2 separate regions of the Pan troglodytes genome follow, and region 2 is linked to region 1. A link is a contact called in public HiChIP or PLAC-seq data. All regions are on one chromosome and are shown on one strand. Each heading gives the region's core, a stretch centred on a gene start, on an enhancer-like site or on the middle of the called end of the contact. The rest is flanking DNA. Distances are from core to core; before and after follow the strand shown.

Region 1 (5,428 bases), core at 824-3,323:
GAAACAAATGAGCTTCTTGTTTAGACCTATGCCACATCCCCAAAACATCTATGTATGCGAGAACATTCCAAAATCTGGTTCCAAGCATTTCAGGTAGAGATATTCACCCTGTAGAACGCTTTGATTCTGAAGAACATATGATATACAAATCCTGAGATTCTGGGGCTTCCCAGAGATGCCACCTCAGTCTTTCCCTCCCTCAGTTGGCCTTAAATTGGTCCGACCTGGAATCTGAAGGCTGAGAGAGCGTGGCCTGAGCAACCTGATGGGCCACTGCGCTCACCTGAAGCAGGGGGACAGGTGTACAGACATGTTCTTGTGGCGCTTCTCGAAGCGGTTGTACTTGCGGATGTAGTGCAGATAGTCTCGGCGGATGACAATGGTCCTCTGCATCTTCATCTTGGTCACCACGCCTAGGAGCGGGGGCCGATCACAGGTCAGGTCCCATGGGAAAGAGGGCCACAGGTAACCCAGGGCATGCTGGGACTCAGAAGCAGCTGAGCTGGGATCCCAAAAAGCCCCATTTCCGGCATCAGTTTTACCAAGTGGCTTTCTCAGCAGTGCCCACGTGGGCATCTGAAGACCATCGTGAAAACAGACATCATCTGCCAATTTACCTAGACCTACAAGTTTGCATTCCTAACCACCCCTCTCACCCAGGACCCAGGAGTCTGGGCCCCAAGACCCTTCTTTCAGTATTTCAGGCCCCAGACACCAGTAACTCCCGCACTTACCAGAGAGGATCCGCCCTCGAATGGACACATTACCAGTGAAGGGGCATTTCTTGTCAATGTAGGTGCCCTCAATAGCCTGAAAGGATAGGAAAGATAAAGGAGTGAGCCTTGGGCGGGCGGTTCCTTAAAAGAGCCAGGGGCGTGGCCTCAGGGAAGCAACTACAATTCCCAGCAGCCCCAGAAGCCACTTAGATGCAGGCAGGGCAACTCGTCGTGGGCACACGTGCAGGAACGCCACGGTCCCCTTCTTTCTTCTGAGGTTCCCCCGCACCTCCTTGGGTGTCTTGAAGCCCAGACCGATGTTCTTGTAGTACCGCGGGAGCTTCTCCTTGCCAGTTTCTCCCAGCAGGACCCTCTTCTTGTTTTGAAAGATGGTCGGCTGCTTTTGGTAGGCACGCTCAGTCTACAGATATGAGGAGAAAACTGATGAGCTGCTAAGTTTGAAGCCGGCAGCCAACCAGCCCTAGAGACCTTCCCAGAACCTCCCAGACCCCATGCTCTACATTTACTTGCAAAGCGCCGGCGTCCAAGGCCTGGTGCCCCAGAATCACCCTCTAAGACATGACCACCCTGACCTTACCTGTAATTCATACTCAGATCTAAGCCCGAGGTTATTTCAATTGATATACTCCAGAAGGCCTCTCAGGGCTTGCAAAATTCATCCTCTAAACCAGGATCAACCCTCTCACACCCTGGACACCTTTCAGCGAGGATCATTCTCCAAGACCCAAGATCGCCCACCCAGCATTCACTCCTTATGTAGTACATAAGGATTCAGAATTAAATAACAGACGGCAGGCTCCCTGGATTAGCCCTTAGGAGTCCGTTTCCACAGAATTACCCCTGAAGACCGGAGAACTCCAAAAAAACCTTCTTAAACTTGGTTTTTAAGAAGGTAAGTCCTAAAACGCTGGAGCCTCCATTAACGCCAGGAGCCCCCAGGAATTAGGAAGCACTCATCTAGAAACAAAAGCAAGCGCCCTCCACTCCAGTTAATCTCTAGAAAATAATCACGGACGCCCGGAATTAACCCCCGAACTTGGCCGCCGGGCTCTGCCCTCCCGGACGCGCCCCTGAAGGCCAAGGCGGACCCCGTAGCCTGGCATCCAACCCCGAGCCCGCACCTGAATGTCCGCCATCTTCCCGGCCGCCTGAAAAAAAGAAAGCTGCAGCAGCGTCCGGGTTTCCTTATCGATTACGCAGGGGCTGGAGAGGAAGTGACGTAAGGAGAAACGCAGCACGGCCTTGGGCGGGGCCTCGAGAGCGGCTCTGATTGACAGGCTGCACTTAAACCAGCGGGCGATTCGGGCACCGTGAAGGACTGACGGGCGGGAAGTGGTAGACGGTGTCTCGCGAGAGTCTTAGGCCCCACAACGCCGGGCGCGATTATTTAGGCAGGGAAGATGTGACCAGCCTTCAGCCCGCCCGTATTATCGCGAGAGTCGTACGGAGTCCATCCTGTTTCGGCGTGGCGTAGGCTCCCGTGGGATTTGGATACCGCGTGGCTTTGTTCGTTCAGCCTTCAAACCGGATGAGGCGGCTGCCATCTTTTTGAAGGGCGGGCGGCCGGGGAGTGCTAGGAGCATGTGTGGCGGCGTCGCCATCTTTGTTAGGGGTAGGAGCTGCCCACGAACTTCAGAGGTGCAGTGAAAGTTACTCTCGGCCTAGCGCGGTGGCTCACGCCTGTAATCCCAACACTTTGGGAGGCTAAGGCAGGCGGATCACCTGAGGTCAGGGGTTCAGCACCAGCCTGGCCAACATGGTGAAACCCCGTCTCTACTAAAAATAGAAAAATTAGCCGGGCGTGGTGGCGGGCCCCTGTAATCCCAGCTACTTGGAAGGCTGAGGCAGGAGAATCGCTTGAACCTGGGAGGCGAAGGTTGCAGTGAGCTGAGATCGCGCCATGGCACTCCAGCCTGGCCGACAGACAGCCTGGGCGACAGAGCAAGACTCCGTATCAAACAAAACAAACAAACAAACAAAAAACGGGCTCGGTGGCTCACGCCTGTAATCCCAGCACTTTGGGAGGCCGAGGTGGGCGGATCACCTGAGGACAGGAGTTCGAGACCAGCCTGACCAACATGGAGAAACCCCGTCTCTACTAAAAATACAAAATTAGTCGGGCATGGTGGCGCATGCCTGTAATCCCAGCTACTCAGGAGGCTGAGGCAGGAGAATCTCTTGAACCTGGGAGGCGGAGGTTGCAGTGAGCCGAGATCGCGCCATTGCACTCCAGGCTGGGCAACAACAGCAAAACCGTCTCAAAAAAAAAAAAAAAAAAAGAAAGAAAGAAAGAAAGTTACTCTCGCCGAGTGCAGTGCGCCTCGCCTGTAATCCTAACACTTTGGGAGGTCGAGGGAGGAGGATCGCTTGAGCTGGGGAGGTCGTGGCTGCAGTGAGCTATCATTGCGCCACTGCACTCCAGCCTGGGCGACGGAGCGAGACCGTCTCAAAAAAAAAAAAAAAAAAAAGAAAAAAAGAAAAAGAAAGCTACTCTCTCCTCATTTCATCCGCAGACGATGATTTAATTGGTGCCAGGGGTTGGCGTGGAGCGATCCTTCTGCCGTTTTTCTGTAGATAACAGGATCGTCTAGTAGAACTTTATGTGATGGAAATTTTCTATATCTGCGCTGGTGGACACGGTAGTCACTGGCACTCGAAATGTGGCTTTTATGACTGAGGACATAAATGTTTAACTTTGTGTTATATCTAAATAGCCACATGTGGCTAAAGGCTACTGTGTTGAACAGCACAAGTCTATAGCTGAATATTACGGTTTTTTGTTTTTTTTTTTTTTTTTGGAGACGGAGTCTCGCTCTGTCACCCAGGCTGGAGGGCAGTGGTGCGATCTCGGCTCACTACAAGCTCCGCCTCCCGGGTTCACGCCATTCTTCTGCCTCAGCCTCTCCGAGTAGCTGGGACTACAGGCGCCTGCCACCACGCCCGGCTAATTTTTTGTATTTTTAGTAGAGACGGGGTTTCACCCTGGTCTCGATCTCCTGACCTCGTGATCCGCCCACCTCGGCCTCCCAAAGTGCTGGGATTACAAGCGTGAGCCACCACGCCCGGCCGGTATTTTATTTATTTTTAGAGACTCCCTAGGGTGTCTCTCTGTCGCCCAGGCTAGAGTACAGTGGCTCAATCATAGCTCACTGCAGCCTCGACCTCCCCAGCCTCAGGTAGTCCTCCCACCTCAGCCTTGCAAGTAGCTGGGACTACAGGCATGTGTCACCATGCCCAGCTAATTTATTTTATTTTTAGTAGGGACAAGGTCTCGCTATATTACCCAGACTGGTCTCGAACTCCTGGGCTCAAGTGATTCTCCAGCCTCGGCCTCCCAAAGTTCTGGGAACAGGTGAGACTGCCCCCAGCCTCACTCTATTCATATTTAAGTGCTCAGGAGCCACAAGTGGGGTTAGTGGCTTGTGTAGTGTGTATCAGTTAGTGCAGCTATAGAACATCTTAATAAAGAAAAAAAAAATTGGCCGGGCGCGATGGCTCACGCCTGTAATCCCAGCACTTTGGGAGGTGGAGGCGGGTGGATCACGAGGTCAGGAGAGCGAGACCGTCCTGGCTAACACGGTGAAACCCCATCTCTAAAAATACAAAAAATTAGCCAGGCACGGTGGCGGGCACCTGTAGTCCCAGCTACTCGGGAGGCTGAGGCAGGAGAATGGCGTGAACTGGGGGGCGGAGCTTGCAGTGAGCCGAGATCGCGCCACTGCACTCCAGCCTGGGCGACAGAGCCAGACTCTGTCTCAAAAAAAAAAAAAAAAAAAAAAAAAAAAAAAAATTCTTGTTAACTCAGAGTCTCCCTATGTTGCCCTGTCTGGACTCCAACTCCTGGACTCAAGCCAGTCCTCTCACTTCAAATGGTTGGGGTTACAGGTGTGAGCCACCACATCCTGTAAGAGTTTTTTTTGTTTGTTTTTTGTTTTTGTTTTTTTTGAGACGGAGTCTTGCTCTGTCGCCCAGGCTGGAGTGCAGTGGTGCAATCTCGGCTCACTGCAACCTCTGCCTCCCGGGTTCAAGTGATTCTCCTACCTCAGCCTCCCGACTAGCTGGGATTACAGGCACCCTGCGCCACGTCCAGCTAATTTTTGTATTTTTAGTAGAGGTGGGGTTTCACTATGTTGGCCAGTCTAGTCTCTAACTCCTGACCTCAGCTGATCCACCCGCCTTGGCCTCCCAAAATGCTGGGATTACAGGTGTGAGCCACTGCACTTGGCCAAGAGTTCTTTATAGCAGGATACAAGACCTTCAAAAAGAGATGACTTGTAAATGTTTTCTCCTAGTCTGTGGCTCGTCTTTCCTGCTGGTGTCTTCTCAGTCTTAAAAATTTTTATAAAGCCCACATTGCCATTTGCTAATGGATCATGCTTTTGGAGGATAATTGTGCCGTTTCACATGGAATTGGTGAAATTGAAGATTATGCTCTAAGTCTGGTTATTTCTGGAGTCGGCTTCTCTGGTGGATGAGAATCCATATGGGGACTCTGGCAGGGGTAGGCACCACCCATGTTCACTGATTCTCAGGGAAAACACAAGCCACTGTGGTCTCTTCAGACTTTTCTGGAAAGGTTAATAAGCCCCTGATGGAATGGTGTGGCAAGTTATAATCTGCCATCAACACAATGCACATCACTGTCCACTCATCTTTCTCTGGGGTAAGGTTGTACATGTAAGTATACAAGT
Region 2 (5,428 bases), core at 1,091-3,590, 84 kb before region 1:
GATTCTCGTGCCTCAGCCTACCAAGTAGCTGGGATTACAGGCATGCGCCACCACACCCGCTAATCTTTTTTTTTTGAGACAGAGTCTCGCTCTGTCACCCAGGCTAGAGTGCAGTGGTGCGATCTCCGCTCACTGCACACTCCACCCCCCAGGTTCATGCCATTCTCCTGCCTCAGCCTCCCGAGTAGCTGGGACTACAGGTGCCGGCCACCATGCCCGGCTAATTTTTTTGTATTTTTAGTAGAGATGGGGTTTCACTGTGTTAGTCAGGATGGTCTCGATCTCCTGACCTCGTGATCCGCCCGCCTCAGCCTCCCAAAGTGAATTTTCATATTTTTAGTAGAGATGGGGTTTCACCATGTTGGCCAGGCTGGTCTTGAACTCCTGACCTCAAGTGATCTGCCTGCCTCAGCCTCCCAAAGTGCTAGTGCTGGGATTACAGGCGTGAGCCACTGTGCCCGGCCTCAACTCATTTTACTTTTCACAGGAGTCATACAAAAATTAGCCAAGCGTGGTTGTGGGCGCCTGTAATCCCAACTACTTGGGAGGCTGAGCCAGAATAATCACTTGAAAGGGGAGGCAGAGGTTGCAGTGAGCCGAGACTGTGCCACTGCACTCCAGCCTGGGTGACAGAGCGAGATTCCATGTCAAAAACAAAACAAAACAAAACTTTTCACAGGAGTTTTTTTTTTGTTTTGTTTTGTTTTGTTTTTTAGACAGAGTCTCGCTCTGTCACCCAGGCTGGAGTGCAGTGGCGCTATCTCAGCTCACTGTGACCTCTGCCTCCTGGGTTCAAGCGATTCTCCTGACTCAGCCTCCCAGGTAGTTGAGATTACAGGTGCGCACCACCACGCCTGGCTAATTTTTTGTATTTTTAGTAGAGATGGGGGTTCACCATGTTGGCCAGGCTGGTCTCAAACTCCTGACCTCAAGTGATCCACCTGCCTCGGCCTCCCAAAGTGCTGGGATTACAGGTGTGAGCCACTGCGCCCGACCAGGAGTCCTATTATTATCCCCAGTATAGAGAACAGGAAACTGAGGCACAGAGAGGTAATATAGCTTGCCGAAGGTCACACAGTGTGCAAGTGTGAGAGCCAGGATTTCAGTGAAGGCAGTGTCCGCCAGAGAAGAAAGCAAGGAGCAGGCAGCTTATCTTTCTTTCCCCACTGTGTCTACAGCACCTGACACAGATGCTTATAAACATGTCCACTGGTGATCTGGAGTCTTCCCTTCCTGGTAATTTCCACTTGTGCCTCTTTCTGTGCTCATTGTCACATCCACCCACAGACAACAAAGATTACGAGAGAGGCAGAGGCAGGGGATTAGTTATGTTATTGAGTCTAGGGACCTAAGTGGGCAGGGGCCCTGGACTCCTGGGCCTAGGAGCCCCAAACTTCTGGGTCTCGGAGGGGCGGGGAGCCAGGATGCCTGGGTCCCCAAGCCAGGCTCTTCCTCCAGGGACATTCACTTACCTGCCCAGAAATGTGAGCACTGCCCCTTCCTCTTTAATCGAGAACTCCTTGGCCAGCTACAGCCAGCTGTGAAGGGGGACAGGGAAGAGGGGAGGGGATAAGGAGGAGGGGCGCCCCACTCCCGGTAACCAGGCCTGATCCCGGTTTCTGGCAGGTGGGCGGAACTTGCCATTACCTGCCCTGGGCGGGACTCAGGTAAGGGACAAAGTATTTAAAGGGACCTTGGGATAAAGGACTTAAAGGCCAGAGCTCCATGAGGAAGCCAAGGTGTCGAATACCATGGGGTACTTGGGGGATTAGATTCGACCCTCCTCCTCCCTCCCGACCCCTACCCGCTCTGGCTCTCCCCTGGGAGTTCGTCTGTCCGAGCTAGAAAAATTAATGCCTAGGTCTCTAGGTATCTAGAAACTAGCGGGAACGATATGCCTTAGTCCCTGGGACAGCTGGGCAGTGCCGCAGTAAATCCCTGTTTCCTGAGAGCGACTTGAACGGCTTTGATTTTCAATTTCCCAATGGCTCTGTCTGTAAAATGGGAGCGTAGTTGTCTCTTCTCAATTGTTTAAAGATGCAGCAAGAAAAGTGGATGATATATTTGGGAAAGTGGGCTTCCCGATCTCTAGGGGAAGTGACTAGTCCTTAAATTTGGGCTTGGAGAGACTCAAAACCTGGGAACCATGCAGGAAAAAACGATCTCCCTGGGAAATGCCTAGTACATAGTAAGCGTTCCCCATATTCCCACCAGTTTCAGTATCCGGAACTTTCGATTAGCTACTCACGTTTCCGGAGAGAGAAAGAGAAGAGAGGACTTGAGCAAGCCAGGCGAGGCACTTCCGCAACTAGGGGCAGCTCTACTTCCGGTGCCTTCTGCTGGGCGGAAGTGGGCGGAGCGGAGGGGGAAAATAGTGCTCCTTTCCGGTATCGGGGCACAGTTGAAGAAGCGACCGAGGGACTGGGAGTCGTTAGTGAGGTGAGTTCGAGGCGGTGCAGGAAGAGTGTTGCTGGGATCGCTTTCCTGCGGGCTAGAGGCCTGGGGTCTTGAGGGAGACTGGGGCAAGATTTTGGATTCCCGATTCCCTGTCAATCATTATTAATACAGCTGTCCGGGCGCCCCAAGTTTGAAGCTGAACTACACTCTGCTGGAGGTGGCCAACCGTCCATCGGGCAGTTCTCTCTCTCTTTGTCTCTCTCTCTCACTATAAACTCAGTCAAGTGGTAGCTAGCATCGGCCAGTTCTCCTGAGAGTTACAGTTCTGCTGTAGATGATGGCTATTTGCTGGTGGTCCCAAGGGAAGGAGTGGACTGGGATTGCTGGGGGTCTGAGGAGTGGGAGTTGAGGAAAGAGAACTCCTTTCCTGGCCTCAGTTTCTCAGACTATGGTGGGACGGCGGGCGATACTAGATTGTGCAGTCATCCATCGCCACCTTCTCTTCACCTTTTTGACAGCCCCTTCCCTCTCGGGGTTGGTGCAGGGATTCACGTTTTCTTGTGTGGAGCTTCGGGGTCAGGCAGTCATGGATTCCCATTCTGATTGTGCTGCTAATTCTGTGAACTTGGGGCTTGAACGGTCCTTGAGGCAGTTTGATGTTAATGTTTTCTTATGAAAATGTTCAAACTTATATAAAAGTGAGAGAAGAATACAGGAATTCCTGTCACCCAAATCACCAATGATTATTTTTGCCATACTTGCTGTATTTTTTTAAACTTAAAGAGATTAAAACAAATCGTAGGCATCATGACACTTAAGGATTGTCAAAAGACAAAATTGCAACACATTTAGTGAGAAGATCTTAATTGGCATTTATTCGTGAATCTACAATCAACATCTAATTATGGAAAATAGCGTGAGTGTTCCAATGAGCTGAGCAGAGGTTGTTTTCAGAGACAAAGGGCTGAGAAAATCAGAAACGGAAAACAAAAAGCTAGTTGATTAAATTGATTAACTTGATTAAATTTCTAAGTTAAAGGTTAAAGTAGAGGGGACTTCCTTTATCAGGTGGGCTAAAACTGGGTTGTTTGGGGATTTGGCTATTATCTCTCTCCTGATATCTCAGAAGATCAGATATCAACTTAGTTTTGGCTTGGAAGCATGGAACTTTAGCATGAGTGTCTCCATTTTGGTTTGGTCTGTTGAACCTAGTGCAGGAGCTCAATCCAAACCAATGACCTTCTATAAATTTTATCTAACAGGGTGCGTGTGTAAAAACCAGAAACATTGCTGATATGACCACAATACCATCATCACACTTTAAAAGAACAACCGTAATGCTAGACTACTATCCATTACATGGTGCAGAGTCAAGTCCAGTGTAACTGTGGGTTTGTTGGAATCAGGATATAGTTAAGTAATTGCTATCGTCTTTTACATCTCTCTTAATTTAGAACTGTTCCCCCTTCCACTCCACTTTGGTTGTTTCTTGGTGTAATCGATTCATTGAAGAAACTAATTCTAGTTCAGTTGATCATCCCACCATCTGAATTTGTCCCGTTTGCTTTTTTGTGGTCTCATTTTACCTGCTTCTGTTTTCTTTCTTTTTTTTTAAGTATTTAAAAATAGGCCAGACACAGTGGCTCACACCTGTAATCCCAGCACTTTGGGAGGCCAAGGCGGGCGGATCATGAGATCAGGAGATCAAGACCATCCTGGCTAACACGGTGAAACCCCTTAGCCGGGCATGATGGCAGGCACCTGTAGTCCCAGCTACTCAGGAGGCTGAGGCAGGAGAATTGCGTGAACCCGGGAGGCAGAGCTTGCAGTGAGCCGAGATCACGCCACTGCACTCTAGCCTGGGCGACAGAGTGAGACTCTGTCTCAAAAAAAAAAAAAAGAAAAAATAGATAGAGACAAGGTGTCGCTATGTTGCCCAGGCTGGTCTCAAACTTCCGGGCTTAAGCGATCCTCCTGCCTTGGCCTCCCAAAGTGCTGTGCTAAGATTACAGGTGTGAGCCATTGAGCCCGGCCTCATTTTACTTGTTTCCTCATGTCAGGGATCAGCTAATTATGTTCTACAGACCAAACTCAAATCCTGCTACCTGTTTTAAAAATCCCCATTGGGCAGGCACAGTGGCTCATGCCTGTAATCCTAGCACTTTGGGAGGTGAAGGCAGGTGGATCATCTGAGGTCAGGAGTTTGAAACCAGCCTGGCCAACATCGTAAAACCTCATCTCTACTAAAAATACAAAAATTGGCTGGTCATGGTGGCTGGCACCTATAATCCCAGCTACTCAGGAGGCTGAGGCAGGAGAATTGCTTGAACCCTAGGGACAGAGGTTGCAGTGAGCTGAGATCATGCCACTTCACTCCAGCCTGGGCAAAAGAGCATAACTCCCTCTCAAAAAAAAAAAAAGCATTAGTGGGATATAATTTACCTAACATATAGTTCACCCATTGAAAATATACAATTCAGTGGTGTTTAGTACGTTGACAGAGTTGTGCAACCATCAACACTATCATTTTAAGAATATTTTCATCACCCAAAAAGAAACCCTGGTACTCATTAGCAGTCATTCCCTATTTCCTCCCAATCCTCCCCACCCCAGTCTTTGGCAGCCACTACTCTGCTATATCTATGGATTTGCCTAATCTGGGTATTTTGCACAAATGAAACCATAAAATATTATTGTGACTGCCTTCCTTCTTTCATTTAGCATGTTTTCAAGGTTCACCTATGTTGTGGCATGTATCAATACTTCTTTTTTTTTTTTTTTTCCCGAGACACGGCCTTGCTCTGTTACCCAGGCTGGAGTGCAGTGGTTCGATCATGGCTCACTGCAGCCTCAACCTCCTGGGCTCAAGTGATCCTCCTGCCTTGGCCTCCCAAAGTACTGGGATTACAGGTGTGAGCCATCGGCGCCCAGCCAGCTACTTTATTCTTTTTATGGCTGGATAATATTCCTTTACCCAAGATATACTTCTTTTCTTTTTTTTTGTTTTTTTGAGACAGAGTCTTGCTCTGTC

What was found. HiChIP or PLAC-seq counts read pairs in DNA pulled down with a chosen protein or histone mark.
Region 2: a contact with region 1 is called in an H3K4me3 HiChIP or PLAC-seq map of stem cell-derived excitatory neurons, with 3 times the contacts expected there. The contact joins the promoter of NOSIP here to the promoter of RPS11 in region 1. A contact is called at or near these places in 1 of 7 Hi-C or Micro-C datasets (induced pluripotent stem cells), 1 of 1 datasets of contacts at active chromatin or transcription factors (stem cell-derived excitatory neurons) and 1 of 1 other capture datasets (stem cell-derived neural stem cells).

Annotation. Positions count from the first base shown.
Region 1 is chr20:52,445,885-52,451,312 of NHGRI_mPanTro3-v2.0_pri, reverse strand. RPS11 (ribosomal protein S11) reads right to left here and starts at 2,073. Exons shown (of 5, transcript XM_001173045.7): 1 at 1,859-2,073; 2 at 1,006-1,137; 3 at 735-810; 4 at 284-413. The coding sequence starts at 1,873. It overlaps LOC112206491 (small nucleolar RNA SNORD35), which reads right to left and starts at 610; the gene lies at 524-610.
Region 2 is chr20:52,529,695-52,535,122 of NHGRI_mPanTro3-v2.0_pri, reverse strand. It overlaps NOSIP (nitric oxide synthase interacting protein), which reads left to right and starts at 2,340. Exons shown (of 9, transcript XM_016936553.3): 1 at 2,340-2,439. It overlaps PRRG2 (proline rich and Gla domain 2), which reads right to left and starts at 2,322. Exons shown (of 8, transcript XM_003953565.6): 1 at 2,249-2,322; 2 at 1,473-1,538.